Regions from separate parts of the Mus musculus genome. Here region 2 is linked to region 1. Evidence: chromatin contacts called from public HiChIP or PLAC-seq data. All regions are on one chromosome and are shown on one strand. The core of a region is the stretch at or near the end of the contact, and the rest is flanking DNA. Distances in the headings are between cores, read along the strand shown.

What was found. HiChIP or PLAC-seq counts read pairs in DNA pulled down with a chosen protein or histone mark.
Region 2: a contact with region 1 is called in an H3K27ac HiChIP or PLAC-seq map of embryonic fibroblasts, with 22 read pairs. The contact joins two enhancer-like sites. A contact is called at or near these places in 3 of 39 promoter capture datasets (cranial neural crest, frontonasal cranial neural crest and maxillary cranial neural crest), 1 of 15 datasets of contacts at CTCF or cohesin (CD8 T cells), 12 of 484 Hi-C or Micro-C datasets (CD4 T cells, CD8 T cells, the MC38 cell line and 8 more) and 7 of 115 datasets of contacts at active chromatin or transcription factors (CD8 T cells, a colorectal cancer cell line, double positive thymocytes and 4 more).

The regions. Positions count from the first base shown.
Region 1 is chr4:83,307,251-83,310,616 of GRCm38.p6, reverse strand. The region is part of intron 1 of Ttc39b (tetratricopeptide repeat domain 39B); the gene reads left to right. Among named protein-coding and RNA genes, the nearest start is that of Gm42306, 14 kb to the left of the region's middle. Within about 2 kb of position 1,481, at least 95 of the 459 cell types and tissues checked have an H3K27ac peak or open chromatin away from gene starts, as enhancers often do. A contact at or near this core is called in the MC38 cell line, a colorectal cancer cell line, embryonic fibroblasts and 1 more, where this site is marked.
Region 2 is chr4:83,378,222-83,381,376 of GRCm38.p6, reverse strand. Gm11413 (predicted gene 11413) reads left to right here. Exons shown (of 3, transcript NR_045450.1): 3 at 1,898-3,060. Among named protein-coding and RNA genes, the nearest start is that of Gm11184, 3.3 kb to the left of the region's middle. Within about 2 kb of position 1,431, at least 35 of the 459 cell types and tissues checked have an H3K27ac peak or open chromatin away from gene starts, as enhancers often do. A contact at or near this core is called in the MC38 cell line, a colorectal cancer cell line, embryonic fibroblasts and 1 more, where this site is marked.

The DNA of each region.
Region 1 (3,366 bases), core at 232-2,731:
CACCTGCATGCCAGAGGAAGGCATCAGATCTTAGGATAGATGGATGGATGTGAGCCCTAGGTGCTTGCTGGGAATTGAACTCAGGGCCTCTGGAAGAGCAGACAGCACTCTTAACCTCTGAGCCAATGACTGTTGTAAAATCAAAATATTTAACTCTGAAAAATGCTGAAGCTGTTTAGTACCCTGCAGTATCAAATCTTCAGGCAACATTTAATTCTTTATAGAAAGATAAACAGATCCTCCTTACTCGTGTGAAAATTCGTTTTTTAAGTGTGTGAGTGTTCTGTCTGAATGTATGCCTGATGCCCTTAGAGTCCAGAAGAGCTTCCGATCCCTTGGAACTGGAGTTTTAGTTGGTTGTGAGCCACCGTGTGGGTGCTGGGTATTGAACCTGGGTCCTTTGCAAGAGGAACAACTCTTCTTAATGCTGAGCCACTCTCCAGGCCCCTCGTCTGTAACACATAGGAAAAGGAGAGGTATGCTAAAGAGTTGTCTTTAAACACATTTTAAAAAATTATTTATTATCAATTTTTTTTTTGTTTTTGTTTTTTTCAAGACAGGGTTTCTCTGTATAGCCCAGGCTGTCCTGGAACTTACTTTGTAGACCTAGCTGGCCTCGAACTCAGAAATCTGCCTGCCTCTGGGATTAAAGGTGTGCGCCACCACACCTGGCTATTTATTGTCAATTAATGTTTAATTTATATTCCTATTTTGCATACCTGTCCATTTGACGTTGCATAATCATTTCTTGGGCAAAAAGAGGTCAGAGAAAATTTAAGAAGTCTCCCATTTGAAAGCCCACAAGCCCAGTTGTCTGTATATCACATGACAGTAGGTTAGATGTGACTATTTTAAGGTTGTTTAAAGAACTCTTGTCCATGTATGTGCTGAAGACTACAAAGCCCTGGCTTTCAGGGGAGGTCACTGGAGACTGTCATCCATTTGTAATCTTCTGAAGCAAACAAAAGGCTTTGCAGATGGATTTAAAATAGCACTGCATCCCCAAAGGCCTGGCGTCGGACTTCATCCTCCCTTCCCACCTCAGTCACCCTTTCTCTGCCGTCAGCCACGGCTGTGGAGTCTAGCTCCATCTTGGTCTCCTTTGCTCTCACTGTGGCCTCCATGTAAGACCCTATACAACGGTCTTCCACGGCGCCACCCCCGGGAGAGCACCCTGTAGGTGTCCTTGCCTCTTCTTTGACCTCTGTGATCTGCTCGGGGTTCTGTGTCCCCACCGATCTTTCTCAGACACTGATTACATGTTTCTTCTCCTCAGTGTACAGACTTGCAGTGGCTGTCCATAGTAATTAGAAGAAAACCACTCTCCTTGTGACCAAATAGTTGAGCTTTTTGCCTCCCTCCAGCTGTGTCTTGCCTTCTCTGCCGATTTTGCCTCTCAGTGCCAAGTTATTCTCTACCATAGAGCTCTTGTGTATGTGTTTCCTGTCTGGCTGACTCACTGGTCACCAGTTCCTGAACTTCCCAAACTCACCACAGAGGTCAAATTTCCAAAGAGACTGTGCTGGCTAGTTTTACGTCAACATGGGCACAAAGCTAGAGTCATCAGAGAGGAGGGAGCCTCAGTTGAGGAAATGTCTTCATGAGATCCAGCTATAGGCAAGGCTGTAGGGCATTTTCGTAATTAGTGATTGAAGGCCCACTTCTTTGTGGGTGGTAACACCCCTGGGCTGGTGGCCCTGGGTTCTCTAAGAAAGCAAGCTGAGTAAGCCATGGGGAGCAAACCAGCAAGCAGCATCCTCCATGACCTCTGCATCAGCTCCTGCCTCTAGGTTCCTGGCCTGTTTGTGTTCCTGTCCTGATTTTCTTCAATGATTGACTATAATGTAGAAGTGTAAACCAAATAGACCATTTCCTCTCCAACTTTCCTTTTGGTTATGGTGTTTGATCACAGCAGTGATCACCCTAACTAAGACAGCTTAGCTTAGCTTGGCTCCTATCCGGGCCTTTACTGCAGAGCCTTTTTGCTTTCTCCTAGCTGTGGGTATTATCTGCACAATCTTGTTTGTTTATATCCTTTTTTGTTATCTGTCTTCTATCTAATTTTCATTGCAGGAAACAGCAGTTGCTGTAGGCAGTTTAAAGAGGAAATCAGGTCCTTGGAAGGACTATAGAGTGTTTGATCTAGGCTCCTGTTCATGTATGACCCCCGAGTCCTATCTAGAAATGACCCACTTAGGGAAGACCCTGGTGCTCTGGGCTCTTGTCAGTTCGCTCTCCATCGCTGTTACTTAAGGGAGGAAATGTTTGTTTTGGTTTCCTTCTGTGGTCAGCTGGCCCCATGCCAGACAGAACATTCCAGTGGGAAGGTGTACTGGAGCAACGCTGCTGCTCTAGTGGAGACCAGGAAGAGAGAAAGAGAGAAGACAGACAGGTTCCAATATCCCCTCCAAGGGCACGTTCCCTTCAAAGCTCTTACAGGCCCCGCCACAGCTCAGTAGTTAGTACGTAAGCACTAGCACACTGCCAGCGAGGACCAAAACTTCAACCCAGGAGCCTCCCTCTGGGTCTATTTAAGGTAAACCATGACTAGGGCTAAGCCTTCATGGCGCTCTGTGTTCTGAAGGAGCCTGTGTTTGTTTTGTTTTATTTTGTTTTCACTGTTTACTCTGGCTAGCCTAGACACTTAGGGTCCTCCTTCTCCTAGTCCCCACTGTATGCATGCACTGGTGAATCTGAGCAGGCGGAACCTAATCTACACCCAGGCATTTGGAGGAGTTGAGAGATTAGGTAATGGCTAAGTGGTGAAGTCAGCTTCAGACAGCAGCAAACCAAACACACTGCTAAAGTCCCTTTGAGAGTGTACATTGGTGTGTCAGCTATGAGAGCCGGGACTGGGCGAATAAAGTAAAGATACACCTCAGAGTCACAGGGTAGCAATTCTGACCCAGGAATTATTTTCATTTTTTCCCTTTTTTTATTAGATATTTTCTTCATTTACATTTTAAATGCTATCCCAAAAGTCCTCTATTACCCCTCCCCCCCCCCCCATTCCCTTGTACTGGGGCATATCAAGGGCCTATCCTCCCATTGATGGCCAACTAGGCCATCCTCTGCTACATATGCAGCTAGAGACACAAGCTCTGGAGGGGGGGGGGGTACTGGTTAGTTCATATTGTTGTTCCTCCTATAGGGTTGTCGACCCCTTTAGCTCCTTGGGTACTTTCTCTAGCTTCTTCCTGACCCAGGAATTCTTGTAGCAAACTAGCACCAAGCGTTAGAATTTTCTCAAGAGGGAAGGTTGTGAGAATTTACAAGTTATCTGGACCGTATTTGGGACAGTTTGGGTATCACAATGGTTATAATACCCTAGGTGTATTGTAGAACATTGAAAACAGTCGGGGTCTT
Region 2 (3,155 bases), core at 182-2,681, 71 kb before region 1:
CTACTCTTTCCCACAGTGCCAGTGTTTTAAAAACCTGTTGCTTATGACACAGCCAATCAAACTGCCTTTGTTTATCATCTGCTTTTGCTGAATATGTGTCTTTACTGATTTTCAGCTTTGATTCTCCTCCTGTCTTCTTGATACAGGTCTGGCCATCTAGCCTAGACTTCCTTTGAACCCTATATCCTTCTGCCTCAGTTTCTCAAGTAGTTGGATAACAGGGGTATTTGTTTCTTTTCTGCTGCTCTGATAGAACACCCCAAGAAATCAACTTAAGAAATAAAGGGTTTATTTTGACTTACAGTCCAGGACCTGAACAGTCATTCATTATAGGAAGGCATGTCTGTAAGAAGATGAGGTAGTCAGGAAGGAGAGCGAAGAGGGAGCAGGACCAGGTTATAAAAATATCAGCCCATCTTCCTATGATATACTTTCCCCAGCAAGGTCCTTCCTCACCCCCACCCCCACCCCAGACAGGGTTTTGCTATATAGCCTAGCTATCTGGGAACTCACTATGTAGACCATGCTGCCCTTGAACTCACAGAGATCTGCTTGCCTCTGCCTCCCTGGTACTGGGATCCTGTGCCACCACCACACAGCAAGACTCTATCTTCTAATATTTCTATAACCTATTGAACAGCACCCCTAGCTGGAGACCAAGTGTTCAAACACATAACCCTATGGGAGACATTTCGTGTTTAAACCATGACCTTTAGCCTCCTAATGGTTTTTCCGGTCTTACTTTTCTTAGGTAATTGTGGTTGTTACCCCTGGCTACCATCATACTAGTTATACCACTTAGAGACCTGAGAACAAAAGCCGTTTCCTATGTCAGTGAAATCATTGGGTTTCCCAATCATGTAGGTAGGCAAATCAGATATTTGTAGCTTGGGTACAAGTTAGTCTCTGTAGAGTTTATGCATTGTTAATGCCTTGGCCCCAGTTCAAACCAAATGAATCACACTGGAGCCAGGCACCAGGATTTTGAAAGAGCTTCCCAGACGATTTTTTTATGTGGCCAAGATGGCAAAGTGGTGACTTATATCCTGTCAGCATCTTGCTACTATTTGGCTCAGGGATCAGTTTTTCTTAGTCGTTTGGATACAGAACATAATGGTGGGGCATATCTGGGGGCTTGCTCTCACCTGTGAAGTTCCAGGGTCTGTTTGTTGAATGGCTGCCCCTGGGATACGTGTATTTTCATGTCCTTTGCCCATTTAGAGAAAGGTGACTTTTTCACTAGTTTCATAATCATGCTCCTTCCATGTCCCTGATCGTCCAGCCAAACCAGTGGCTACAGCCATGAATAAGTATGTAACCATATATCTGGCCATTTTTCCTCTCACCGGGCAAAGTGTATGTCTCTGTGAAGTGCCTGGGCTCCTGCGCACTGTGCTGGTTTCTCTTCACCAGAGCCTTTGAGGGCCGTTCTGGGAAAGTGCTGTAACATAACTGCCCACGCCTGGATCATTCCTGCCTAGAGTGGAGAACCAGCAGTGAACCAGGCCCTAGCATGCTCTTCTTCTACCAATCATAGAGCATCTTCCACGAAGTTATAGATGCTTGCCTGTGTACAGAAAGCCTTGTAACATAAGTGAGGAGCATGGACATTTAGACAGGTTTATGTAAGTAGTTTGTATCCTTACGACCTGCTCTGGCCTGATCACATAATATGCTGCCTCCATTTTATAATGGACAGTTTCTGTGCTTTATGGCCTTCTGGGCCTTCTGATTCAAACACATGTCATTGCATTCCATGGGAAAACACTGTGCCTCCTGGGGTACATTGGTATGTCCTTCTGGAAACATTGTCTTGGGTAACTATGATGGATTTCTTTTTCCTCAATTAAATCATTTGAAGTGGGAACGATCCACTTTTAATCTGTTTCTTTTGAAGATGGGAAGATCGACCTTTAATCTGGGCCACACCTTCTGCTGGAAGCCTACATAAAGAAATGGAAAAAGGAAGATTGCTTTCACTTGGCTTGACTTTCCTCTCCATTGCTGACAAGCCCATTCCTCCAGTGGCATCAGAGATTATGTCTTGAAGATTTTAGCATAAACTGAAGATACTCAGCTGAGATATTCAGCCCTGTGGACTGAACAACATTCTGATACTAGATTCTTGGAATTTCTGTTGGCAGACAGTCATTGTTTGGATTAGCTAAACCACAGCCTGTAGGCTACTCTAACACATCCCCTTTCTATATCTAAATTTAGATGCATTCTACCAGTTCTGCTCCTTTAGAGCAGTGGTTCTCAACCTGTGGGTCCCAACCCCTTTGGGAGTCAAATGACCCTTTCACAGTGGTGGCATATTAGATATCCTGCTTCTCAGATTTTTATATTACAGGTCATAACAACAACAAAATCACAGCTATGAAGTAGCAAGAGAGGCCAGAGAAACATGTAGGTACCCATATGGAGAGCAGAGCAGGGCAGCACAACATGCAGAGAAACGAGGGACAAATGGTTAGGAAGCAGGTAAAGAGAAGTGACAGCTGAGGAATGGACCCTAGAATTTGTAATTAAATTCTGTGGGTGGCAGAAGCCCGCAGAAGCAAATGCTGTGTATATAACTTAAGAGAAGACACTACATGGAGTAGCAGAGAGATGCACCAGCCAGTGCAGAGAGAATGTCAAGTGGATGAGGCTACAAACCCCCAAAGCCTGGCTTCAGTAATTTACCTACTCCTTTAAGACTCTGTCTCCTAAAGATCCCATAGCCCCTCTAATCAGCGCCACCCACTGAGAACCAAGTGTTCAAATACACCAGCCTACGGGAACACTTCTCATCCAAACCACCACACGATCACCGTTTGTTTTCTTATTTATTTATTTATTTATTTATTTGAAACAGGGTCTTACTGTATAGCCCTAGCCCACCTGAAACTCATCATGTACACCACGCTGGCTTCAAACTCACAAAGATCCATCTGCCTCTGCCTCCCCAGTGACAGAATTAAAGGTGTGTACCATCATGCCTGGCCTGACAGGATTGTTTTGTATGTTTATTCTCCTTTGTTAGAGATTATTTGAGGCAGTTTCTAGTATGGCTACAATAAAAATGAAAATGTAGAAGGGTCAGGGAACCTTAAAATGCCACTGTGAGCATGGACCACGGAAATGAGGTAGAGCATGTGTTAATTCCAGAG